6 separate regions of the Rattus norvegicus genome follow, and all the other regions are linked to region 1. The links are chromatin contacts, called in public Hi-C maps. All regions are on one chromosome and are shown on one strand. Each heading gives the region's core, a stretch centred on a gene start, on an enhancer-like site or on the middle of the called end of the contact. The rest is flanking DNA. Distances are from core to core; before and after follow the strand shown.

Region 1 (4,253 bases), core at 411-2,910:
GAAGACATATGAGTAACGTCAAAATTTTACTGAATGGGGCACGCAATGTATCAGAATTTCCAGTTCTCAAGAAATACAGCCTTTAAAAAAAGTCTGTGAGCTAGAAGGGAGAAAAAAAGAAACGAGAGGGGGGAGGGGCACTGGCACTTTATAGCAGGAAGTCTTCCATAGACATCGAGTTATGAAGAAACAACCGTATACAGAAGTCCTTATTCGGAGCGCTAAACTCGATTTCACCACTTAAAGAGAGAGATACACGCTCCAAGCAGCCTCATCCTGGGGTAGGAAAAATAACTCGCAAAGCAAGAGAGCTAGGACTGGATAGTGGCCCAGACCAGTGTTAGGGGTTTTATTTGCAAGTCAATGAGCCAAATGGGCGATCGGGCTCGTTGTGCTTCGTTCTGCAAGCAAGGTTATTATTATCACCGCCTATTGCTCCACTGAACAATTTCACTGAAAAGGAAGACTCCTGGCCGTGTGTGCGCGCACTGTACCATACAGGACGTGCTGCTACGTGCCCACTTCCAAAACGACTTTATTTACAAAGCGATTACCAAGCTATCTATCTGTTTTCCTTTTGCTGCAGCAGCAGCCTTACTCAGCCCTCGAATTTCTTAATTACAAACCCGTTTGCTTCTAAATCAACCCCAAACCGTCAGGCAGAGCCCGGAGGGAGGCTGTGCAAGTTTGCACACACCCCCACCTCCTGGATCAAGGGCAACAGCAGAAGCAAGTAACTGTGTATGTGCAAAAAGGTGGATCTGGGGACGAGGATCGCTGAGTTTGTTTACAGAGCAGGGACGCCTCAGCTCGGATGCCAAAGCTACCAAGAGCTGCAAACGCAAACTTAGCAGAAGCACACGTACTCCCGGAGCGTGGAGCAGGCCGGAAAGTGCGGAGTGGATCCCAGAACCGGGGAGTGGAGCCGCCCCGGCCTGTGAGCGCGCTCGGTCCACCTGCAGCCGCTGCCGCTCCCCGCCCCCAACCCCTGTCCTTGAAGAGTGGAGGTGCAGAGCGGGAGATGGGGAGTTAGGGGTGCGTCCACTAGAAGAAAACCCCTCAGTTAGGTTTACATGCTGCCTGTATCAAAAAGCACAAAGGCACGGCTCAGGAAAGCGCGCTCAGAGGACAGGACACGATCGGCCCAAGGGCTTTAAAAATCTAGCTCGGGAAAGCATAGCCATTCTTCTCAGGTTGGGGAGAGTTTGGCACCTAAGAAAACTCTGCTGGGCAGGGAGGCTGAGCGAACCCCTTTTTCCTGTAGAGGGCAGGGCAGATCACTGGGTAAGCCGGGTGAGCGAGCTGGGGGTGGGGAGATCTGGCCAGAAGGAGGCGGGGAGTGCTCCTTGCTCCTCTCCATTAGGTGCTTCCTTGCACAGGGTGGCCGGGAGGATTAGCTCGTTGTCCCGGAGGTGGCAGGCACAACCGCACATTTGGGGGCCAGAAAGACACCACAGTCCGGGGAACTGCTGGGCGGCGCCGAGGCGCGCAGCCGCTGCGCACGTGCAGCGCGGACTCGCGGACGCGGCGGAGGACCCGGTCCAGGGCGCTTGATGTTCCTGAATCCGTATGTTCGTGCTTGCCGCCGGGGAGGCTCTCGCTCCGCCCTTCCTGAGATCCTTATATTAACTGTGGCCAAAGCCCGGAGAAACACAGCTCATTGTTGGCAGCTGCCTGGCGGTCCTGAGGAGCGGCTAGGGCAGCGGAGGGAAAGAAAAGGGAACGGCTCGGAATTTGCTCCAGCGGCTGCTGCAAGACCTCGGCGCCAACCTCGCACCAGCGAGCGCCCCACAGCCCTTCGGCTGCCCCTCTATGTGCTGCTGAGCCGGTCCTGGACCCGACGAGCCCGCCTTCGGTGTTCCGAGCCGAAATCGCAAAGACGGAAGGTGAGCGCGGCGGGCGAAGCTTAGCCAGGGCTGCTGCCAGCCTAGTCCTCCGAGGGCAGGGCTGGCCCCGGGGACGAGCGTGAGGCGGAGCTGGGGAATAACAACAGGATGTGCAACCACAGGGTGAGGAGGGTTGATTGAATGCCTGAAGTTCGCGGCCCGGCTCCGGGGCACTTCCTTTATTAGGCCACTTCAGGGAACCCAGGGGGGTGTGGGCTCCGGTCCCCCCTCCTCTTTCCCCGGATCGCAGGGGAAGGGGCTGGTCGCTCAGCGCCAGGCTGTGCGGATCCGGCAGGCAGCAGGTCCGCCGAGGTAGCGAGCTCGGGTGCACGGGCTGCTGGTGGGTTCTCTCTTGGGGGGTGTAGGGGTCTGCAGCTTGACGTGCGCGCGGGTTCGGGAGGCTACAGAAGTGGGGTGCGCTCTGGTGGGCGACACGTGTGGCGCGGGTTTCAGCGTCTGCTCGTTTCGCTTTCAGGACTGGAAATGGCAGACCATATGATGGCCATGAACCACGGTCGCTTCCCCGACGGCACCAACGGGCTGCACCACCACCCTGCCCACCGCATGGGCATGGGGCAGTTCCCGAGCCCGCATCACCACCAGCAGCAGCAGCCCCAGCACGCCTTCAACGCCCTCATGGGCGAGCACATACACTACGGCGCGGGCAACATGAATGCCACGAGCGGCATCAGGCACGCCATGGGGCCGGGGACTGTGAACGGGGGGCACCCCCCGAGCGCTCTGGCCCCGGCCGCCAGGTTTAACAACTCCCAGTTCATGGGTCCCCCTGTGGCCAGCCAGGGAGGCTCCCTGCCGGCCAGCATGCAGCTGCAGAAGCTCAACAACCAGTATTTCAACCATCACCCCTACCCCCACAACCACTACATGCCGGATTTGCACCCCGCTGCAGGCCACCAGATGAACGGGACAAACCAGCACTTCCGAGATTGCAACCCCAAGCACAGTGGAGGCAGCAGCACCCCTGGCGGCGCGGGTGGCAGCGGCACCCCCGGCGGCTCCGGCGGCACCTCGGGCGGCGCGGGTGGCAGCAGCGCGGGCGGCAGTGGCGGTGGCAGCACCATGCCCGCCTCGGTGGCTCACGTCCCCGCGGCAATGCTGCCGCCCAATGTCATAGACACTGATTTCATCGACGAGGAAGTGCTTATGTCCTTAGTGATAGAGATGGGTTTGGACCGCATCAAGGAGCTGCCAGAACTCTGGCTGGGCCAAAATGAGTTTGATTTTATGACGGACTTCGTGTGCAAACAGCAGCCCAGCAGAGTCAGCTGTTGACTCGGTTAACCTCGCGGCTGAAAGAAATCACCCTCCCTGCCCCCACCCCCAACTTCTTCGGTGTGAATTAAAAAAAATCAAAAACAAACAAAAAAAAAACAAAAAAACAAAAACATTCCCTTAGACGCAGTATCTCACTTTTCAGATCCTGAAAGGTTTGAGAACCTGGAAACAAAGTAAACTATAAACTTGTACAAATTGGTTTAAAAAAAAAAAAGATTGCTGCCACTTTTTCCTGTTCTTGTTTCGTTTTTGTAGACTTGACATCCACCTCCCTTATGTAGTTGAAAGTATCTAGCTAACTTGGTCTTTTTTGTTGTTTGTTTTTACTCCTTGTTTCCTCACTTTCTCCCGTGCTCAACTGTTAGATATTAAGCTTGGCAAACTGCTTAATCTTGTGGATTTTGTAGATGGTTTCAAATGACTGCGCACTGCATTCAGATTTATGAGTGAAAGGAAAAATTGCATTTCTTGGCTGCATGAACTTTGAAGGGCAGATATTACTGCACAAACTGCCGTCTCGCTTCATTTTTTTTTTAAACTATGCATTCGAGTACAGACTTAAGTTTTCAAATATGCTAAACTGGAAGATTAAAACAGATGTGGGCCAAACCGTTCTGGATCAGGAAAAGTCATACCGTTCACTTTCAAGTTGGCTGTCTCCCCCTCCCCCATATGTACAGACAATAAATAGGGTGTGGAATGTCGTCAGTGGCAAACATTTCACAGATTTTTATTTTGTTTCTGTCTTCAACATTTTTGACACTGTGCTAATAGTTATATTCAGTACATGAAAAGATACTACTGTGTTGAAAGCTTTTTAGGAAATTTTGACAGTATTTTTGTACAAAACATTTTTTTGAAAAAATACTTGTTAATTTATTCTATTTTAATTTGCCAATGTCAATAAAAAGTTAAGAAATAACTTGTTTTCTAAAAGTCAGTCATTTGTGGGTGGGTGTGGGGGGGTGTTTGGGGGGGGGGATGTCTGTTCCGTTCTATTTGTTATTAAGAGTAAGCTTTCCAAAGGATAAGTTTCAGGACACTAAAACAGGTCACGGTGAGCTTAAAGGG
Region 2 (3,923 bases), core at 960-3,459, 280 kb before region 1:
ACAACTGGCCCAACTTGAGATCATCTATCCTATGGGTAAGAACCAATCCCTGAAACAATTAATGATATTCTACTATGCTTGGAGACAGAACCCTAGCATAACTGTCCTCTGAGAGGCTCCACCCAGCAGCTGACTGAAGCAGATGCAGAAACCCACAGCTCAACCTTAGATGGAGCTCAGGGAGTCTTGTGCAAGAGTTGGAAGAAGGATTGAGGGACCTAAAAGAAATAGAGACACCATAAGAAGACAGAGTCAACTAACCTGGACCTTTGTGGGGGAGGGGGGATAATCAGGGACTCAACCACCAACCGAAGAGCAAGCAAACATGGGCTGTATCTAGGCCCCCACACATATGTAGCAGATGTGCAGTTTTGTCTCCATGTGGGGGCTGTCCGTGACTCTGTTCCCCTAACTGGGTTGCCTTGTCTGTCCTCAGTGGGAGAGGATACACCTAGTGCTGTAATGACTTGATGTGCCAGGTTGAGATGATACCCAGGGTAAGGATCCTTCTCAGAGAAAGGAAAAAGGGGAGGGTCTGTGTAAAGGGATAATGGAGGAAGGGGGCTGCAATTGGTATGTAAAGTTTAATTAATTAAAGTGAAAATAGAAATCTACATTTTTGACAAATTCTCTAGGTAGAGGTGGGCCTCAATAGACTAAATCAAAGCAAGCCAGATGAGACAATTTCAATAGTTTGACCTTGTTCCTACACTGAATGGGAAGCCATGTCAGGTGATGAAGTGACATGATTAAGATGTGAGCTTGCTCTGACAGCAATAAGTACTTAGAGAATAGGTGGTTGGGCAACAGAGAGACCTCTCTGCCTACTTGAGCTGAGATCATTAGGCTAAAGTCCATGATTTCAGCATACTCAAATAGAAAGATTACCAAGAGATGATCTCTGCTGAATTCACATCCAGACCCATTGTGCCTTGACTGTCAGTTGTCCCATTTGCCAAGAACTGATGGATTTCCCAGGATTCATTACTTTGGTGCTAAAACAGAAACTCATGTTCACTCTCTGTAAATCATATTAATTACCAGGAACAAACCAGATGATATCAGTCAGGTGACATACAATTCTCGACATAGTTTTTTTTTTTAAAGAAAACATGAAATTAAAATAGTATTTAATATTTATTCTTCGAGAATTTCATACATGCATACAATGTAAATTTGGATCATACGACCACTTCTCACTCCCTGCCTACTCTTTCTGGGCCCTTCTCCCCATACATGGACAACCACAAACACATAGATACACACCACTAAGTCTGCTCGGTGCTGCCTCTATGTGCATGGATGTTAGGCCATTTTCTAGAGCATGGGTAGCTACCAGGGCCACATCTCTGAACAAATTGACTCTCCATACCCAAGGAATATACATACATATATATATATATATATTTATATATATATATTCTCTTCATATATTTAATATTATATATTAATTATATTATATATAACATGTGTATATAACATGTTTGCATTCTGTATATGCACAGATATGTGTATATATGTATACATATATACATATAATATATATTAAATATTTTAAGTATAATATTATATATTATATTATATTATATATACATGTGTGTATACATATGTTATATAATATTATATTATACTATTTTATAATAGAACATATATTATACATATATATTCATTTTCACTCACACACACATACATATATATATATACATATAAACACATGAATGTATGTATAAGTTGCACAAGGACGGGGACTGAGTTAAAACTGCCAGGTCATCTGTAATTTAACCCCAGGTTCTGGAAGCAGAGACATGTAGCCTGTCTAGCTGAATCACCGACTTCTAGGTTCAAGGAGAGGCTGAGTCTCAAAACCTGAGGTTGAGAGCCGGAGAACACACCCAAGGTCAAGCTCTGGCCTCCAATCCTAGAGATGAGGGATCACAAGCACACAAAGAGAACCAAATCAAAACAACCTTTCATTGTTTCAAAAATGCATCCCAAGGACACTGCAGCTTTAATTCAAATTTAAAACAAACAGAACTCTGGTAATGCTTCTCAATTTGCAGAAGCAGATCTTTCTGGTGTGGTGTTGCAATCTGGAGATGGGTGTGCTGTGAGGAAATTGGTTTTCCTACTCATAATTAAAGGGCTGGGCTTGGGCTTGTAATGATTTACTCTTAAACACACACACACACACACACACACACACACACACACACACAATCAAGGTTACTTTGGCTAACTCTGTGGAATTATGACATACCTCCTAGAGTAACCAAAAGCCTGTGGTGGCTCAAAGGTTTATTCTAGGACAGAAAGTTATCAAACATTTCTCTTAGAGAAAACAAAAAATGTTGAGGAATTGTATTTGAGTGATAATTTTACAAATCAGTCCCCTGATTCTAGACTATAAGATTAGTAGTAGTAGTAGTAGTAGTAGTAGTAGTAGTAGTAGTAGTAGTAGTAGTAGTAGTAATTTACCAGGATGAATTTCTACCTTAATATACAGTTGATATTAGGCAGCAGGCAAGGATAGCCTTTTAAATTGTGGGTACTTAATTTAAAAAGCAAAGGAAAAAATATGAAGCTAGTAAGTCAAGCTTATGACTTCATGGATATTACTGCTTAAGACATAAAAGTATCTTTTATTAGAGCCAGGTGTGGTAGCGCATGCCTTTAATCCCAGCACTCGGAAGGCAGAGGCTGGCAGCTCTCTGAGAGTTCAAGGCCAGCCTGGTCTACAGAGCAAACCCAGGACAGCCAGGGCTCTGTTACACAGAGAAACCCTGTCTTGACAAAGAAAACAAAACAAAATCTTTTATTTCAAAATAAAATTTAATTTAAACAAAAATAAAATCCATTTTTTAAAACCTCTAGAAAATAATTGTAAGGGTTATAGCAGAAATATGTGAAGGGGACATAGAAATAGCCCAAACATAAGAGACCCATTTGTCAAAGTGACAAAAATAATAATTCTACTGGTTTTCATCATTCCAAGGTGAACTGAAAAATTCTGTTTTATTTCAAAATTCAGGCTCTCAACTTGTTGATTTCCACCAGTTCAAATCACTATCTGAGGTATTTCCAAAGCAAATGACCATAATCAAAAAAGAAAGACAAAACAAAAGCAAGATAACTAAGATAACTAAACAGAACATTTTAATTGTGATATTTGCATCAATCAAATCACAAAGAATGTAATTTTTTGAAAGCGTTTTGTGTCATGAGAAAAACACAACAGCCACTTAACAGGACTGTCATAGAAAATAGATGATAGATAGATGATAGATAGATAGATAGATAGATAGATAGATAGATAGATAGATAGATAGATAGATGGAGCAAACCACACACACACACCCCACATTCCGCATTAAAGTACTTCATCCATTATATTTGTAGCAAATCTACTTCCCAGATGTCGAAAGAGAGATTTTCTTGGAAAACAGAGCCTCCAGATTTATTAACTAGGATTTAGAATCAATCCTAATTTTACCTAAAAAGTTTTTGCAAAACCCTATGATGTAAAAACAAGCTTTAAAATGCCTGCTGCCAGACTCGACTTTCTCTCCTTCTCACTCTAATTATTTACTGCCAGACCACCCTCTCAGCTGAACTCCAGGCTTCCTGATCTTATGAATAAAGGCAGTTTAGCTGTCTCTCAACAACACAGATCAAACTGGACTCTTATGCTCAAAAGGAAACTTTTTTCTAGATTTTCCTCTTTTACTGTTTTGTTTTGCTTGTTTGTTTTCTATGACAGGGTTTCTCTGTGTAGACCTGGCTGGCCTCAAACTCAGAGATGTGCCTGCCTCTGCTTCCTGAGTGCTGGGATTAAAGGAACGGTCACCATGCCAGGCCAAAATGTATTTTCTCATATTAACAGATATTTTTTTAATTCCCAAAGAAGGTCCTAGCTCTAAAAATAA
Region 3 (4,071 bases), core at 989-3,488, 480 kb before region 1:
ATCAAGGAGAGAATGTGTCAGCAGGGGGGCTTCTCTTCTTTTGCTGAGGGTCTCTGGTGTTTGTTTTTCAACAGAAACTGAGCTCCGAGTAAACACAAATTTTTTATTTCAGAGTAAATGCCTCTGAGTTCCGAGGCACCTTTTGTTTTCTGGGAATGTCAATTTTATTTTGGTTCCCAAGTTGACAAAAAAAAAAAAAAAAAGAAAGAAAGAAAGAAAGAAATCATTTGAAGAACTACATTCACTTCTTGTGACAAAAAAAAATGATCTGTGGACACAGCCAAAATGTTCCGTAAAGCAAGACATTTGTTAGATAAATGAAAATTTCACAAGTTGAACAATGGGCACAGGTACACACGCGAGGATGCGTGGCCACAAAGAAGAGGGGAAAGGGGTGCAGAAATGGCAGCCTTTGGCATAAAAATATCTGTGCTGTGGTGCTTTTCTGTGAAGGCTGTAAAATGAAAACAGAGAGAGGTTTGATCCCTTCCCCCACCACACCCCTAGAAAGCCCTTGCTCCAGGTTCCTGTTCCGTCTTCTGGGGGAAAAAAAAGGAACTTGAGCATAAACATGGAGCCCAAGTGCTCAGATCCGGAAAAAGACTCTTATTAGTGAGGTGCTAAAACACTGACCTCCATAGGAGCACTGCAGACCCGTGGGAAACAAACAACTTCAGAGCCTTAACTGCCCAGAGGATACCGGAAACCCGCTTGATCTGTTACATGTTAATTTAATGAGTCTCCAGGCTCCAGAGGCTGCATCCTTGACTTTGCCGCCATTCATCCACCCACCCGGCCCTTCCACGAGGCCTCCACAAAGTTATCTGCCAGTTGAAGTTTTAATGAACACAGCTTAAAGAAGCACAAAATCAAGAGGAAGGTTTGGCAACCATCTGTTGAATCTGTGCTCCGTCGACAGACAATCCCCCATTTAGAAGCTAGAGTGGATTGTTTTGCCCTGAATGGTGTGAATTTCCTCTCCAAGCAACCCAAAAGCTAGGAGAATGACCACGTTGTACTGAAGAGGCCTGCTCTGAGAGCTTTGAGGCCAGCAAATAAAATCATACATTGTATTCCTTCAGGAGAGGTCAACTTGCTTTATGCACACTATCTAATCAATTCTCAAAGCATTCTATTGAAATGAGGCCAAGGAGCTCCAACACTCACTTTACAGATGGATAACCCGAGGTTCCGAAAGGTTAAAACAGTTTTCAAGGTCACCTTAGGCCAATTCCACACAACTGCAATTACCTGGGCAATGGAGACAAAGAAACAGACAGCAGACAAGTTGTTGAAACAGACAGCAGGCTGGCTTTTGCTCAGAGATACCGTGCCCAGCCACTAAAGAAGGACCAGGACCACACCAGAAGCCAAATAAGCTCCCTATATGCCCAGACTCCTCAGATGATTGACAATTTTCTATTCAACTGGAAACTGCTAGGCAGAGAGAGAACAGCAATGAGGTCACAGATCTGCTATTTATAGGATATCAGCCACCACACTCAGCTGCTTTTCGGTTAAGGTGAATATTGAATGTAATTTTCTTTCTCCAACTCCATCCAGAGAAACTAGTTTCAGAAAAGGAAATTATAGAATTTAATAATATTTCTTGTGACACGGTGATTTGCTTTGTAACACTCTCAGCAACGTTACCACACATCCATCTGGGCTTATTGACCATTAATAAAAATTCAGTCACACTCTTTCTTGCTCCATAGATATTATGTCTCTCTCTCTCTCTCTCTCTCTCTCTCTCTCTCTCTCTCTCTCTCTCTCTCTCTCTCCTTCTCTCCCCCACTTTAGCAAACCAAGCAATAAGGTTTTTTTTTTCTTTTATTTTTCCCATTTGTTCGTTTTGTCCACCGAATTGCAAAGTTGATAACAAAACAGAACGCCGGTGTTGAAAAAAGCAGATAAATAAATAACACGACCGTTTTATGAGGCAGGGCCTCTGGGGCACCGCTGTTTGCCTGTTAAGTTGCAAGACTTAATTCCTGTGAAACTACGCTTCCTCACATTTCTTTTAGCCGCCTTGGATCTGAGGTATGTGAGGGTTTCCAGAGGGGGGAGGGCTAGCCGGAAGCCTCCGGCCTTTTGATGTAGATTGATGCATGACAGTAGCCCCTGTGCTAAAGATCAAGTTTTGTTTCTCTCCTGCTTCGCTCCCAGCTCCTGAGGAGACATTCCTTAGCTCAAGGGAGCACACCACTCTGCAGTCCTGGACCACACCAAAAATGGCAAATAAAAATGGCTGCTGCGTTCTGTGACTCACCGACCACAACCAAAACTGCCAAAATCTGGGGACATTTTTTTAAAGCACCCAGGAGCTTTCAAGGCTCAAAATAAGAGGTAAAGAAATGAGAGAAAACTGCCCGAGGGACATCTCCAAGCTTTTATTTGGGATGAGACAGAGGACAAGAAAATGGCTATGGGCCAACAGCTCAGGATCTTGGGGCCTTCTAACCAATCAGGAGCTACTGAAGCAAAGGCTGACCTGGTCCCAGAACACTGTTGTTGGCACGTGCATTGACCAGACGAGAGATCTTCATATTTGTGTGGGAATACCCGTTGCTTAAAAGTCATTCAGATCACAGATTCCAGCCAGACCCAGACTGACATGACAGAAAATATAAAAAATGGGTTGCAAGTGCATCTGCATGCTAACCAGACTCTCATAACCTTAGGACCTCACGTGGAGGCTGAGAAAGTCATCCACAACACCTTGGAGGATGTTTGCAGAGCCAGTTACACACCCGGCCTGCCAAAACACCACGTTCTACTTTACATTTGATGAACGCCGCAGCTACCTAGCTAACGGATAATTCAAGTAAAGGACTACAAACAAACCTATGAGATCTCATTTAGACACTTTAAAAGAAATGCTCAGCCGAGAGAGCAATTACAATTCTTTAAAAGATCATAGCTGCAGCTGTCACTTTGAAATGCAGAATGAGTTTTCTATGGGTAAGAAAGATCAGAGACATGTTTGCCCTTCATGATGGCATTTTATGTGCAAGAGCTTCTTCTATACATGCATGCTGTGTGTGTGTGTGTGTGTGTGTGTGTGTGTGTGCAGATGTGTGCATATGCATGCACACTCATGCATTTCTTCCATTGACCAACGTCTTCTGGGAGCCCCTCCCCCGACACCATATGCCAGTCTTCCTCCCTGTGCCCTCACTGTTCCCTTTGTCTCCTTTGACAGCCCCCCTTTTACCATCATTCAGCTTTGGCTGATGTAACAAAGCTAGCGATGCTGAAGAGACAGTTGGCCACTTTATAGAGAGAAAACCAGGAGTCACCAAAATCATAAGGCACTGATTATTAAGATTTCAAACCTACAAAATATAATTTTACATTATGTCATTTGACTTCCACCAAAAAAAAAAGGTTATGAAAGGAAATGTTGTTATATTCAAGCAAGGGCATGAACTGAGGAGAAAGTGGGTATCTTGTTGAAGGCTGCTGTGTAGCAGAAGGAAGAGCTCGGACCTAGAAAAAAAATCATAATTTTAGCCCTAGAGTTGAGAGAGGAAGGACTCTTAAAAACTACTCAAATTCTTGATGCTATTATGGTGTTCCAGTTTGAAACCTGAGTTTAAAAAAATTGATTACATAAAACCACCGGACTGTAAACAGGATTCAATTTATCCTGAGGTAATTTATCCAATGGTGTGAAGAAAAGCACTTTTTGCATTTTCCTAGGAAGGAAAAGGGAAAAAAATAGCACAGAACAGCCATTCAGTAGGCTTAGAGACTGAATGCCCTGTGCTCCAGACACCGACCTAGCCGCTTCAGGGCTGGTCTTGCAGTTCAGATCAGTGGGTCCTTGTTTATTTCAGGGATGACCATTCTAACCTGCAAAATAACAATATTGAATATCCTGAATTAGTCCAAATAACTCAGAATTATCTGAAACATACCAAACCATGGGACTGTCACACCCTGGTATGAAATCAGGCAATACTGTCAAAGCAACTAAGAAAATCCAATGCTACACAGAAAAACCACTAGATAAGTCTTGGAACTTGATGAAACCCCATTCTTTGAGTTAGCGACTGAGCTTGATCC
Region 4 (4,393 bases), core at 768-3,267, 360 kb before region 1:
TACAGGTTTCCTCACACATACCCATTCTCATGTAGAGGCCAAAGGCTGACACTAAGATACCTTCCTGAATAATTTCTCTACTTTATTGTTCAAGCAGAGTCTCCCTCACTGGACCTAGAACTGCTTGTTTCAGACTGGCTGGGACAGTGAGACCCAAGGATCTTCTTTCTCAGTCTCCTGCATTTAAAGATGTTCTGTAGCCTTTCTGGCCTTGTACGTGGGTCCTGGAGATCTGAACTCAGGTCCTCATGCTTTTTTACAGCTAGTGCTTTGCCCACCTAACCATCTTTCCAGCACAACATATTTTCACAAGCAAAGAGTCACACCAGACAACATGTTTCAGTTTATTTATGTACACCTGATATGTAAAACGTGATTTATCATTGGATATATTCAGCTGTTGCATCATTTTATATCTCCGTAACATTTCCTTCAATGGATGAAAAATAATTTAAACTCAATTTCTATGAACAATTTTTATTACCTATCTGACAGGTCAAGATTACAGTCACTTAAGGTGACTCTGCAGAACCAATTTCTAAAGCCAGAAAGTTGACTTAGGAGTTTAAAAGGATGCTATCCATTTTAAAATTTTCACCAAAAAAAGTTATAAGAATTTATAATCCTATCAGACATAATGAGAAAAAAAATGTTCCATGTCGTTTTATACTTTGGCAATTTGAAAGGAAATATAATCTCATTATTGTTTAACTTCTCATTTTTAGAATGTTGAGGTTATCTATACATTTATTTGAAATTTCTGCAATAGCGAGCCAATCCTCCAAGGAGCACAGCAGAGCCTTATACTTATGAATTCCTCCTTTATGTCTTTCAGGAAGACTATATTATTTTCCTGACAGATGTTATACAAGTGTCGTTATTAAATCTCTAAGTATAATATGCTTTTTATTGCGGATGAATTGAAACTTTTAGCATGTTTTCAAGTGCCTTTACTAATGTAAATGAATTCTCTGTTTTCATATGTTGTCTAGCTAGCCACCTTGCCTGGCTCTACTATTTTTTTTTCTTTTATAGTTTTCGTTTCCTGGAGTTGCCATCTTGCTCCGTTTGTAGGGGGACTATCATAATATTGCATACCATAAGTTGCTCTTTTATTGTCCAATAACACAGTAACTATTTATCATCCCATTCTAATTTCAGAACACAGTGAGGACGCCTGAGCTCTCCACGGCTGACAGTAATGCTTTGTTTTTATCAATCGCTTCAGTCTTCAACCACTTGGAGGATCTAATTATAGCCCTTCTTTTCCCTCTCTCCAAGTACACAGGCTACATAAGCAAGCGAATTCTTCACATGTTTTTAGTTGATCAGACACATACAAAACCAAGACAGTTTTAACTGATACGAGTAAAGCTGCCTCGACAGAACTGGCCAAAAGGAAAACGTCCAAGTGGGTGAAGGGTTGTCAACTTAATGCAACAAGCATTTGTTGATCTCTCTCTCATTAGGGGTTCTAGTTACCCAACAGAAGGATTAGCTTTCCGGCGCAATTAAAAACAGACACTCTGCAAGGATCCAGCTTGTACACTTTCCTCAAATTACTCTCAGTCTGTCCAGAAAGAGAGGCAGATAAGCAAACACGAGAACAGGAAAGTGATATTAAGGACCCATGTACTCTCTAGACAAGGGAGCGTATCTGGATACTGTTTCATCCATGATGGACTGTTTCACAGAGAATGGGAGTGAAGTCTGGAGTGAGAATTTTAAAGGTAGCATCAGAAGATGTCATCGAAGGGGCAGAAGAAACAAAAGCAGAAGCTGTTTTGCCTGGTACATTTGAAGGATGATGGGCATTCTCCTGTGCTTGAAACACGAAAAAGCTGAAGAGATTTTTCATTGCACTGTCTAAAAGGATTTTGTTTGTCTGATAGTCTCAGCCAAAAAAGCATAATGTCATAAATCTTGCAAAATAGAGATTCCTCAGAAGCCTCACACAAATTGCATAACCTCAAGTATTTTGTTTCAGAGTGGATGCCTCCCAGTCGCAGTCTTACCACCAGACTCACCAAGTGAGTCCTTTTGTTCCTTCTTTGCTTATTTAAAAAATGGAGAGGACTGTGACTCTTCTCTGCTGAGAACGCCTGAGGGCTTTCTTTGTCTGGTATCAATCTCAGAGGCTCCTGGCTGCATGCATAGTGGAAATTGTTAGCAGTTGCTAGAAATTTAGTGTGAAAAGCCAGCTTTGGGGAGATTAACCAGAAATACCAATTATGTTCTTTATAGCCATGCAAAAGAAAAACAATGTCTCTTAGGAATATTTCCTCACCTTGTGTTTATCGCGATTAACTTCCTGGGATAGTTCTGCCCATGGACAGCAATGCTTCTTTCCTGATTGCTTCTTTTACTTCATCCTTCTTGTCTTGGAGTCTTGGGTCTCCCTGCCATTTTCTCCATGATGCTTCCATTCTCTGCAGCTTCTAAGGAATGTACAGCATTGCTCATAAGACAAGTTATACCGTGAAAAACTACTGTATGGGGCAGGGTTTTCTAGAGGAATACAACAAGTTGCATATGTGTAATGTGTAGATATAAGTAGATATAGATAAAATATGTCTCTCTCTCTCTCTCTCTCTCTCTCTGTGTGTGTGTGTGTGTGTGTGTGTGTGTGTGTGTGTAAATATAAAGAGGGAGGGATTGATTACATTGCCTTACATAGTAAATGTTGTGTAACCCAACCACAACCAATGCAGTCTATACACTAGAGAGGCAGAGAATCAGTAACTACACAAAGCTGGATGCCTTGGCATCCTAAATCAGGGCTGGAGGCCTGAGAGCTCCCTGGGGATCCCCAGTGTTTGAAGGCTCCAGAAGCTATAGTCTGATGTCAGTGAGGAACTCAGTACCTGGGATAGACCCACTTGTCAGGAAAAGGGGAAAGCAGGTAGGCACCACTGGCACTGTTTTGCTTTGACCTCTCCTTGGAAGGTGTTGCTCCCTTCCCAGGGTGGGTCTTTCCGTACCACACGGTCAATCCTTTCTAGAAGCATCGTCACAGGCACACTCAATACTGAGTCTCTTAGGTCTATTCTAAATTCCTTAAGTTGTTCATTAAAACTAAGCATTACATCTCCCATCGTATTTTCTGTTGAATCATAACAGGGAGAGCAGAGGCATTGTAGAGGCTGGAGAGGAGAGGAAAGCTCTATTTTTTTAAGGTTCTCAAATGATCGTCACTAACATCTAAGACTGAGAACAACTGGAACCCATAGCTTTCGTCAAACCCTCATTAAAGCCTTCACTGACTTGTCTTTCCAGTGCTGTCATATATCTCAAAATGATCTTCATTAACAGAGCCTCATGTCTTCTAGTAAATGATCATTACCTGTGTTCTGCCTTGAAAATGGCCACCACTACACACTTCCTTAAAAAATACTCTTCATGTATTCATTGAGATGGCAAAATCATCTGAAAAGGAAAGAGGTATTCCATAAAATAGTTCCCTGCGTCTTTTTCACCTCCCTGTCTCTCCACTTATAATTTTGTGTTGGTATTCATAGTTATACTGATGTATACGGGCCATTTGGTAACAGGTTGGATATAAATACCCCAGTCCTTGTAAAAATGTTGACATGTAAATACTACCCAACTAACTATACTTATTTGGGTCTTCTCTTTCTTCTTAACTTCTTGGATTCCTCTACACCTATCTATACCCTTGGATTCTTCTATAGGGTATAGAAGGTTGGTGCTGTCCTAGTAAACTCCTCATTAATAGCTGTCTAATTATTCCTAGATTCAAATACCTTCTGTTTTCGGTTGGGGACTTAGCTCAGTGGTAGAGCGCTTGCATAGCAAGCGCAAGGCCCTGAGTTCAGTCCCCAGCTCCGAAAAAATAGAAAAAAAAAATACCTTCTGTTTTGTTATTATTGTAGTAATATACTCGAAAGGTATTTGTATTACAATCTTAATAGATGATCCTAAAACAATCTGTTATTAATCACGTAATTATAATGTATACAGTAGAAATTATATTCTCATAAAATTCTAAATAGTGTGTAAGGTCTCTAAAGAATTCTTGTTTGTGTTTGTGTGTGTGTGTGTGTGTGTGTGTGTGTGTGTATGTGTGTGTGTACATGCATGTGTTTGCATATACAAGCAGAGGCCAGAGGTTAGCATTAAGTGTCTACTTCAACTCAGTTTTTTAGATAGAGGCTCATTTCTTGAGATGGAGTCTCTCACTTACCTGGTGCTCAATGAGTCTACTTGAGGCTGGTAGACCAGCAAGCCTCAGGGATCCATTAGTCTCCATCATCTGAACGCTGGGATGAGAGGCCTGTGCCACTATGCCCGGCTTCTTTTGTAGGTGCTGGTGATCAGGTTTCCATTTTACCACAGCAAACGCTTTACCAAAGGAGCAATCTCCTCAGGGTCT
Region 5 (4,364 bases), core at 1,167-3,666, 510 kb before region 1:
TGCTCTGATGACTTTCAGTCTTGTTTTAGTCAAGTCTTTTTTTTTTTTTTAATGTATTAGTTCTTCTCTCTGTAAAGGGAATGCTCACCTATGCCATTGGGTCTTGAGAGTAGGCAATTTATCTTTTGATTTTACATAGTTTATAGCTAGAAATTTGCCTTGAGTCAGCCTCAAGGGTAACTCTAGACTTTGACTTTTGAAAAATGCTAGAACTGTTGAGACTCCGACGAGACTCTTGAGAATAGACTACAAACAGTTTGCAACATACAATGGATATAAATCTTTAGGGTCCAGGAAAGAATATTGTGGTGTGGACAGGAAGCATCCCCCCAAACACCCTCATGTACTGAAGGCTTAGAGGCTAGGTGGTGTTATTGCAATGATTGGATTACTGAGGCACGGGCTTCATGAGTAAGCTAACTTATTGATAAGCTCACTGGTGACTAGCTAGAGGGGCAGTTAGGAGGTAGGAACTAATGGAAAGGAATAGGTCACTGAGAACACGGGGTTGAAGACTGTCTTTTCCCCAGATGCTGCTTCTATTTGCTTCTTGTCTGCCAAAAGGTGAACCACTCCACTACACACTCCCTGGCATTATGACTCTTCTTAATACACAGGAGATGAAGAACAATATAGCCCAGAGTCCACTGGCTGAAAACTCTAAAACTACACGCCAGTCGTTTCCAAATGTTCTATATCTTCCACATTAACAAAAGAATGAATAGCACATGATATTTAAAGGTATTTCCTTTCTTTTTAAAAACTATGTGAGTATATTAATATCATATATTAATATTCTCAGCACAGCACAAATATCCTATGATATTGAAGTAATTAGGAAAAAGTTATGACTAACCATATGCTATTTGATAATTGAATTACAAAATTAACCTCATGGACTATAGAATAAAAGAACAGCAATTATAAATAATAAGGTGTAATTTCACTATGGCCTTAAAATAATGAAACTAAATCTAAAGGATCATACTAAAATAAATAAATGACTAAAAAAATTAAAACCTGATTGCGGTGTTAATTAGTAAACAGAATCTTCACTGAATGCATTGATTAAATTGCTTGAAAATATTTTTCTATTTTTAGCGGTCTTTCTGCTAGGCATTTGTGTCTACATTTTCACAAGTTAATGCCCACTTAAGCCTCCTGCTTTGTTCTGTTTGGTTTTGTCTTTCCATCTCAAAAACAAAATATCACAGAAACCAACTTTATGCCATGAGCATATAGCCAGCCATTGCACAATAAAGAAGAAGAAATGAACCCAGCCTATTTCTCCACTGATACATACATGCCTGATCTTCTGCAGTTTCTGAACCTGAATTTCCCAATGTTCAAAAGGAGTATTTTATTTGTTTGTGTCTTTGTTTTGTTTTTACCGTGTTTCCACTTCTGACCTCCCACAATTCTGCAAGGCTTATTTAGCTCGACGGAATATTAGATAACAGTACTATACCCATAGAAAGACTGCAAACAGCCTCACTCAGAGCACGGTAAACATGAGCATTCCTAGGAAAATCACACAGCAGAAGCAGGATAACAGGAAACATTTGCCCGAAATAGAGTTCTGCAAAATGAAAGAAGAAAATGTAACAAGATGTGCTCTGCCAGCACTGTCAAAGCTGTTTGGGGTGCACGACACAGTCTGGCTCCAAGTGAATAGAATCAGGGCCGTCATCCTCACTGGAGATCTTCATTTCGGAAGAGGCAAGGCCCTGACAGTTTCTTTCCATCACATCAGAGTCTACAACAGAACTCGTTACACAGTAGGTGCTGTGTCAGTGTGTTTTTAATCCACTGACAGAAGCTGTTTAAATGAGTAGTCTGACTAATTTGCACACAAATATTAAGCAAGCAGTGAATAGAAATGCCCCCAAACCCAACACACAACCTCTATGCCTTTAACATTGAGAACAAAGGTACTGTACTTAGAAGGTAGGAGGAACCGTTATGCCAAAATGAGCCTTTAGGTCAACAATCAAGTGCATAAGAAGACGCAGACAGGCACAAGCTGAGGAAGACAGCAGTGGTGTTGTATGTCTATATTTCTGTTACAGAAGTTGACTCTAAGTACCATTTTATAAACCCATTAAAAACTGTCAAGTCTCCCATGACATATTATATTCTCATAAAATGACACAAATGCTAAATTAAGTTTGAATGTGAATTAGCGAAGAATAGGAAAATCAATTTAAGAGCTCCCAGTGCAATCCCAACCCTTGCACTCTGGCTTCGAATCTGTGTATTTCATTAGTATATTTTGTTACATGATCATGTAATATTTATGCAGTAACATAATACGCTCCGTCCATCTAAGATTAGAGGAAAAAGTGCAGCTCCTTTCCATTATTGCGTGCCCTTTATCTGCTGAACACTGTGTAACATTACCCGGGGTTTGGCGATTATGTAATGAGGGCTCCTATTGTAACACACCCTGCCGAGCTGGAGGATGGTTGTGGGAAACTTAACTCTGTAAATCCTGCGTTGTGGAACAATTAAAGCCTGGCTTTTGACGTTACAGTCACCTCCTCCCGCCACCACCACCCCCCCCCCGCAAATATTTTGCTTCCCTCCCCCGACTTAAAACCCCTAAGTACTACAGTAGAGGAAACGCAACAAGAATTACAGGGAAAGCTCCGTAACTACCATCTGCTGTGCAGCAGATGTGTGTTCCACAAACTCTTTTTTTTCCCCTTCCTTTTTTTTTTTTTCTTTTGCGTTCTCCCTTCCAAGTCCTGTCCAGACCCAAACACGTTGCCGAGCTTATGAGATCTGACAACTTTACAGCCCCGGGCTGGAAGGCTACAGGCTCATGTTTTTCCTTAGACTCCGCAAAAGCACCAGGGAATAAACGAACAGATTCAGGAATGATACTCAAAGGCTATTTACCCCCACCCCCACCCCCAACACAAACCCGGCTCCAGAAATCTGTGAGGAATGCCACAGAGTTCCTTATAAAAGCCCAGTCCAAAAAGATTACAAGAGAAGACTCCCTAAAGATTCCATGCCATAGGAGATAGAGATGAGACAAGGAGCGAGACTTGAGAGTCAACCTGGAGCTGCCATCCATATTTGCATAGGTGTGGCTCTCCTAAAACCTGAAAGCTACCTGCCATCTGCCCCACCCCCACCAGCACTCCGCACTTCCGGAAATTTCCAGGGCTGCTAAGGTCTCTGAGGAAACACAGAAACATTTGAAAACCTAATAGGCATCCCCTTTCAGATTTTTTTTTCCTTGTCCAGATAAGAATCAGATCAGTCAATTTTTAAAAGATTCTACAGAAAGGGTGTTTTCTTCCTACGTTCTGGCTTACTTCCAGAGCTCGAGTGCTGCTTAAACAAAATCTTCAGATACAATCATTTGACTTGTTTCATGGATCACCTAAATCTATTTGTAATATACTGTGACTATAATCCATCCAACTTCTCCTTGGTATTATAACAGTGAAATTTCCCTTTATTCCTCGGTAAATTTGTCTCTCTGGCTTCCATTAGCCTTTCAGTACCTAACTATAGGTAGACTTACAGTCAAAGAACTACAGGCATGGTTGCTATGCTCTGAGACTGCACAGGCATAAAAATCCTGTATCTGCTGGTTTAGTCCTCTTAGTCCAATGGTATGGAGGCTGAAATCTTGATAGTCATTGATTTTTATTTCTTGGAACTCACTGTCATAGAAGCTACCATTAGGGTCTCCACTATGATGAAGTTACCAATTGTAGAGAGCCTTCAAGATAGTCTTATATCTGGGGGCACGTTTGTGAACTGCCTCGATATAATCACTGCTTTACTACTGCTTATGATATGTGGGTTCAAGATGCAGGATCTGATTCTGATGTTCCCTACTTTGTCTTTAAAGCTGTTATGATCGCTGGCATCTCAGTCAGTTCCTTTCCCTTGTCTTAGTCTATCATGATGATCTCAGCCCACTTGGAAATAGGAATGAATTTAGAGTTAATTTGGGATGACTTCTTATTTGGTCATGCAGTATGCAGATAATGTCAATAATATACATATACATATATGTGTGTGTGTGTGTGTGTGTGTGTGTGTGTGTGTGTGTGTGTGTACTCATTTTACTAAAGGGAAAAAATTTTTATCATAATTTTGTTTGAATATCTCCCAATAAACACTAACAGAATAAACACACACACACACAAAAAAAATACTAATTGAATTGGAAATCACTAGTATCAGGCCAGTTAACGATCTCCCAAACAGGACAATTTTGAGGTCTAAGTCTTCACGTCAGCCCTGGTTTCACAACACTTTTATTAGCCTAATCTAGTGGTCCAGCTCTGGGAAACCTGAACCGAGTTTCAAGGGAGGATGGGCAGGAAAGGGGAATGAAA
Region 6 (4,184 bases), core at 92-2,591, 260 kb after region 1:
GCCTCTCCACCTGTGGCAATCAGGACTACACACACACACACACACACACACACACACACACACACACACACACACACACATCTGCTGGGAATTAAGGTTTTCAGGCAACACAGCGAGAGAGAGAGAGAGAGAGAGAGAGAGAGAGAGAGAGACAGAGAGACAGAGAGACAGAGAGACAGAGAGACAGAGAGACAGAGAGAGAGAGATTAGAGAGACAGAGAGAGAGACAGAGAGAGACAGGAGAGACAGACGAGAGAGAGAGACAGAGAGACAGAGAGACAGAGAGACAGAGAGACAGAGAGACAGAGAGACACAGACAGACAGACAGAGATTAGAGAGACAGAGAGAGACAGAGAGAGACAGGAGAGACAGACGAGAGAGAGAGAGAGAGAGAGAGAGAGAGAGAGAGAGAGAGAGAGAGAGAGAGAGATCTGCTGCGAATTAAGGTTTTTCTTCTTTGGGGGCAAAGGTGGGTGGGTGGATCGGGTAAGTTTTCATTCGGATCACTCTAACTTGGGCACCTTTCCTTGCTTGCTGGCTGGCTCGCTCCCCTAACCCAGTAACACTTCACTCTCAGCCCGCGCGGGCACCACGGGGAGTAGGCACCGAACCGGAGCGCCGCCGCGGGGCCCGCAGCCGCTGTCCACGCTGCTCCGCGTGGGGACCACGAAGGGAAAGCCACCGCGGGGCGGAGGGGCGGGGCGAGCACTTCCTGACTCGCATTGTCCACGCGCCGCCCGCGCCACCCAGGGCCCCGCCACCGCGCCCGCCCGTCGGGGAGGAAGTTGGCGCTCGCCCCGCCGCTGTCGTCTTACCATTCTTGGCGTCCCCCGCGGCTGCAGCCCCCGCAGCGATGGTGGCGTTGGCGGCGCCCGTGCCCGCACCTCCCGGGCCCGCCGCGCCGCCGGTGCCCACCGCGCCGAGCGACACCGCCCCGCAGCCCGCCGCCGCCGCCAGGGCCCCTCCGGCCGCCGCGCCTGTCGCACCCGCCGCCGCCAAGGCCCCGGCTCCATTTTCCTGCTCGTCCCCGCTGCTGTTGGCGCGCTTGTTTTTGCGGCCGCCTTTGCTGTTCTTGGGGTTGGGCATCTCCCCGACCCGCTCGCGGGTGTCCCGGTGTCCGGCGCCCACGAAGGTGGCTCCCCGCGGCGGCGCCTCGGCGGCCACGGAGAGCGCGGGCCGGCCGCTCTCCTCAGGCGCCCGCCCCGCCGCGCGGCCCGCGCCGCGCCATTCCGGCCGCCGCGCCCTCCCCGGCAGAAGCCGGCGCGGCCACGCGCGGCCACCCGAGGCTCGCAGCCGCGCGGGCGCAACGGGCCCGCGAGCGGAGCGAGAAGCTGAGGAGCCTGAGGGAAAAGGCGGGTCTCGGGCTTGTTTTGATTCGGCTGCGCTGACACGCTCGAGGCCCGCCCCCGCCCGTGACGACACTGGGGCTCGAGCCTGGTACCGCCCACCCGGTGACCTCACGACAGGTCGACCCGCCCTCGTGACGTCACGCTCGGCACTCAGCCCTCCGCCCTGGTGACGTCATCCAGGCCCCTTCTCGGGAGAGGGAGGCTCCTCCCGGGCTTCCCTGGCATGCAGACAGCCATGTCTGAGAGCCAGGTAGAGTGTTAGTGAAGTTGTTAACTGACCTTCTGACCTTACTGGAGCTAAAGCTTACAACATGGTCTGGAAAAATAAACAGGTGACTAAAACAGGAAAGCAAAACGAAGGGTTTCGGATATAGGCGTTCCTGGAGAGAGCAGTCGAGCTCCTGCATGGGAATTCTTCAGTCTTGTGCTGGACAGCTTATTTAACCCACACTTGCCAACCAGAGACCCAAGGGCTCTGCCAGGAGCAGAGCCAGCCTGAAACAGGCTGCACTAAGAAGACTGAGTTGTCTGGAGAGAATGGCCGGGCTGTGAAGACCTGAAGGCACAGCCATGCTCAGCGATCGATGGCCAACACAAAAGAAACTCAATGGCATCTTCAGAGGTTTCTGTCTCAGAATGTTTTGTCAGGGCCTTTTTTTTTTTTTTTAATATTACAGGTCCTTTGTATATACCTTATGGCTTCAGGTTTTCTGTTTTTCTGGAATTCCTCACTGAACGAATGAGTGTTTTTCTGCATCTGTATGTGTTTCTCCTGCTTTTTCTTTTGTTTTGTCCTATATCGTGTGTTTCTTTTCATTTTACCTTACTATTTTATTATTATTTAGATGCATATTTGTGTTCTAAGGAGAGGCAGAAAAGCTGTGGATTCGGCTGGGAAGGGAAGTGGTGAGGATCTTGGAGGAGCCGGAGAAGTGGAAAGGATAGTGGGATATAGTGCATAAAAATCTATTTTTAATAGAAGAAAACTGGAAAGAAAGAAAAGGAGATGAGGGCACGGGGCTCCTGGGAAGAGCTTGATGTGGTCTCCTTTTGTGCACTCTATTCTGCCCCTTTCAAAGACGAGCTTCTTTCCATCCTTCTGGTCTCAACTCGCTTTCTTCAGAATGAGCCCATACCTTCCCAGAAAAGCTGTCAGAGTATCACCTTTTACTTGTCCCGTCTACCTCTGATTATGTTGGTAATATGTACACTTAAATATTTCCCCTCTTTCCCCTCACATGAAACAGCCCTATTTTTGTCTTGGGTGCTGTAAGAAACAACTGAAATGAACTTGGTGAACGTATAAATAAAAGGGTCTTGATCCATGACTACAGAAAAAGACTGAACTCACTTTTCAGTGACTTCTTCCTAGAGTGTGATCTTTAATCGCCTCGGCTCTTGAGTCAAAGCACTATGGCTCTGCTGAAAAGTCTAGAAAGATGGCCAAGGAACTGCTCAGACAAGAGCCATCTGCATGAGTTCCTAGCTGAGAGTCTGACAGGTAGAGCCTGGAGCAACTGGGATAGCACTGTATACTTGAGAGCAACTGCTAGTAGTTGGAACTTTTTCGGTGGAAAGATTATAGCCCTTCTTAGCCCTCAATACCCTCTATGTCCAAGGAAAGTAATCCTTTAGAAGGCCCTAAGATAGATAGGGAAGGAGAGATGGGGGAGAGAGGTGAGTGCAGGAGATTAATATCAGGTGCCTTCCTTTATTCCTCATATGTGTGTGTTATTTAATATACTTAATATTTGTATTTGATATGCATATTAAATACAAGATTTTCAAATGTGTGAAATAGGCCTAAAGGACTCTTCTGCCTGTATTTTTTTCTGAACCTTAATATCATCACTAAGCCATTAATAACCTACTAAGTCTTCTCTGGTAACCCAAAGTTAGACTTGTCTCCACGAATCCCCTATACCGTTTTCGCCAGAAAGGCTTACACACTCAGTATGAAATTGTTTACTCACTCGCTTGTCTTGTTTGGAGCTCACCGTAATGGCAACAACTGCGTCTGTCTTACTATTCACACTGTGCTTACCACAGTGGATTTTATACAGTAAGACATCACGTATGTTACAAGAAAAATGAAGGAAGGAAAGGACAGGTGAACTGGAGGCATATGCGGGAAGATTCGGTGGCCACTTAAAATTGGGAATTAAGGACCCCAGTCAAGCTGGTGTGACAGCTGAAAGAACTATGACAGTGAGAAGGCATCAGCAGGAGAGTGTGACTGTGGATGAAGGTAACGGGTAAATATGGTCCACTTACAACGTCGTTAGCTTCATTACTGTTACATCGCATGAGAGGTAGAAGAGTTCAAAACACGTTTCTACATTACCTTTGGCCTGGATTTAGTTTTGTTTTGTTTTGTTTTTTTCAATTGGTGATTATGAGGTACAAAGAAATTGAGATAATTATTTTCTCTGAGTAAGCCCTCTGCTCATGCAATGTTGATCAGAGGTAGCACACACAAGCCCTGCAGACAGGCATCTGTACCAGCTGCCTACCACCTCAACAAACCTTCCCACAGAAACAGAGTTGGCTCCAAGCGCACAGGCACTTGCAGTTCTAGTTAACTGTGCGAGTCACCTTCTCATTCAAACTGCAGCGAAATGAAAAGGGAAGAAGAAGCTGGACCATTTCCATGTGCGGCCTTCATATCTAATTTTAGACCTAGTCAAATTGGTACAAAGGCAGGATACAAAAATACAAAAATTAAGATGTTAGAAACAAACTAAAGAGCCCTCATTCCCACTTTCTATACTCTGGAATTTCACCAAAATCCTGACATCCCAACCTTTTCCCTTTTTTCCCACCATGCCTAGGAGT

What was found. Hi-C and Micro-C count contacts between places; a contact is called where the count stands out from the background.
Region 2: a contact with region 1 is called in a Hi-C map of hepatocytes, with 2.9 times the contacts expected there. The contact joins the enhancer-like site here to the promoter of Cited2 in region 1. A contact is called at or near these places in 4 of 12 Hi-C or Micro-C datasets (hepatocytes, kidney and liver).
Region 3: a contact with region 1 is called in a Hi-C map of the A7r5 cell line, with 7 times the contacts expected there. The contact joins the enhancer-like site here to the promoter of Cited2 in region 1. A contact is called at or near these places in 1 of 12 Hi-C or Micro-C datasets (the A7r5 cell line) and 1 of 1 datasets of contacts at active chromatin or transcription factors (oligodendrocytes).
Region 4: a Hi-C map of psoas muscle shows a contact between it and region 1, with 3 times the contacts expected there. The contact joins the enhancer-like site here to the promoter of Cited2 in region 1. A contact is called at or near these places in 6 of 12 Hi-C or Micro-C datasets (the A7r5 cell line, Schwann cells, kidney and 3 more) and 1 of 1 datasets of contacts at active chromatin or transcription factors (oligodendrocytes).
Region 5: a contact with region 1 is called in a Hi-C map of mammary epithelial cells, with 3 times the contacts expected there. The contact joins the enhancer-like site here to the promoter of Cited2 in region 1. A contact is called at or near these places in 4 of 12 Hi-C or Micro-C datasets (the Rat2 cell line, frontal cortex, mammary epithelial cells and 1 more) and 1 of 1 datasets of contacts at active chromatin or transcription factors (oligodendrocytes).
Region 6: a Hi-C map of mammary epithelial cells shows a contact between it and region 1, with 2.5 times the contacts expected there. The contact joins the promoter of Heca here to the promoter of Cited2 in region 1. A contact is called at or near these places in 3 of 12 Hi-C or Micro-C datasets (frontal cortex, kidney and mammary epithelial cells).

What each region holds. Positions count from the first base shown.
Region 1 is chr1:14,130,643-14,134,895 of GRCr8, forward strand. Cited2 (Cbp/p300-interacting transactivator, with Glu/Asp-rich carboxy-terminal domain, 2) reads left to right here and starts at 1,661. Exons shown (of 2, transcript NM_053698.3): 1 at 1,661-1,886; 2 at 2,362-4,104. The coding sequence starts at 2,370. The coding sequence ends at 3,179.
Region 2 is chr1:13,848,847-13,852,769 of GRCr8, forward strand. All of the region lies in intron 2 of LOC102546491 (a long non-coding RNA gene), which reads right to left. Among named protein-coding and RNA genes, the nearest start is that of Cited2, 280 kb to the right of the region's middle. Within about 2 kb of position 2,210, at least 4 of the 93 cell types and tissues checked have an H3K27ac peak or open chromatin away from gene starts, as enhancers often do. A contact at or near this core is called in hepatocytes, where this site is marked.
Region 3 is chr1:13,652,118-13,656,188 of GRCr8, forward strand. All of the region lies in intron 7 of LOC102546491 (a long non-coding RNA gene), which reads right to left. Among named protein-coding and RNA genes, the nearest start is that of Cited2, 480 kb to the right of the region's middle. Within about 2 kb of position 2,239, at least 7 of the 93 cell types and tissues checked have an H3K27ac peak or open chromatin away from gene starts, as enhancers often do. A contact at or near this core is called in the A7r5 cell line, where this site is marked.
Region 4 is chr1:13,773,679-13,778,071 of GRCr8, forward strand. LOC102546491 (a long non-coding RNA gene) reads right to left here. Exons shown (of 8, transcript XR_010062773.1): 5 at 4,205-4,393; 6 at 2,288-2,438. Among named protein-coding and RNA genes, the nearest start is that of Cited2, 360 kb to the right of the region's middle. Within about 2 kb of position 2,018, at least 23 of the 93 cell types and tissues checked have an H3K27ac peak or open chromatin away from gene starts, as enhancers often do.
Region 5 is chr1:13,620,220-13,624,583 of GRCr8, forward strand. No RefSeq gene overlaps it. Among named protein-coding and RNA genes, the nearest start is that of Cited2, 510 kb to the right of the region's middle. Within about 2 kb of position 2,417, at least 39 of the 93 cell types and tissues checked have an H3K27ac peak or open chromatin away from gene starts, as enhancers often do.
Region 6 is chr1:14,393,850-14,398,033 of GRCr8, forward strand. It overlaps Heca (hdc homolog, cell cycle regulator), which reads right to left and starts at 1,342. Exons shown (of 4, transcript NM_001107514.2): 1 at 816-1,342. The coding sequence starts at 1,086.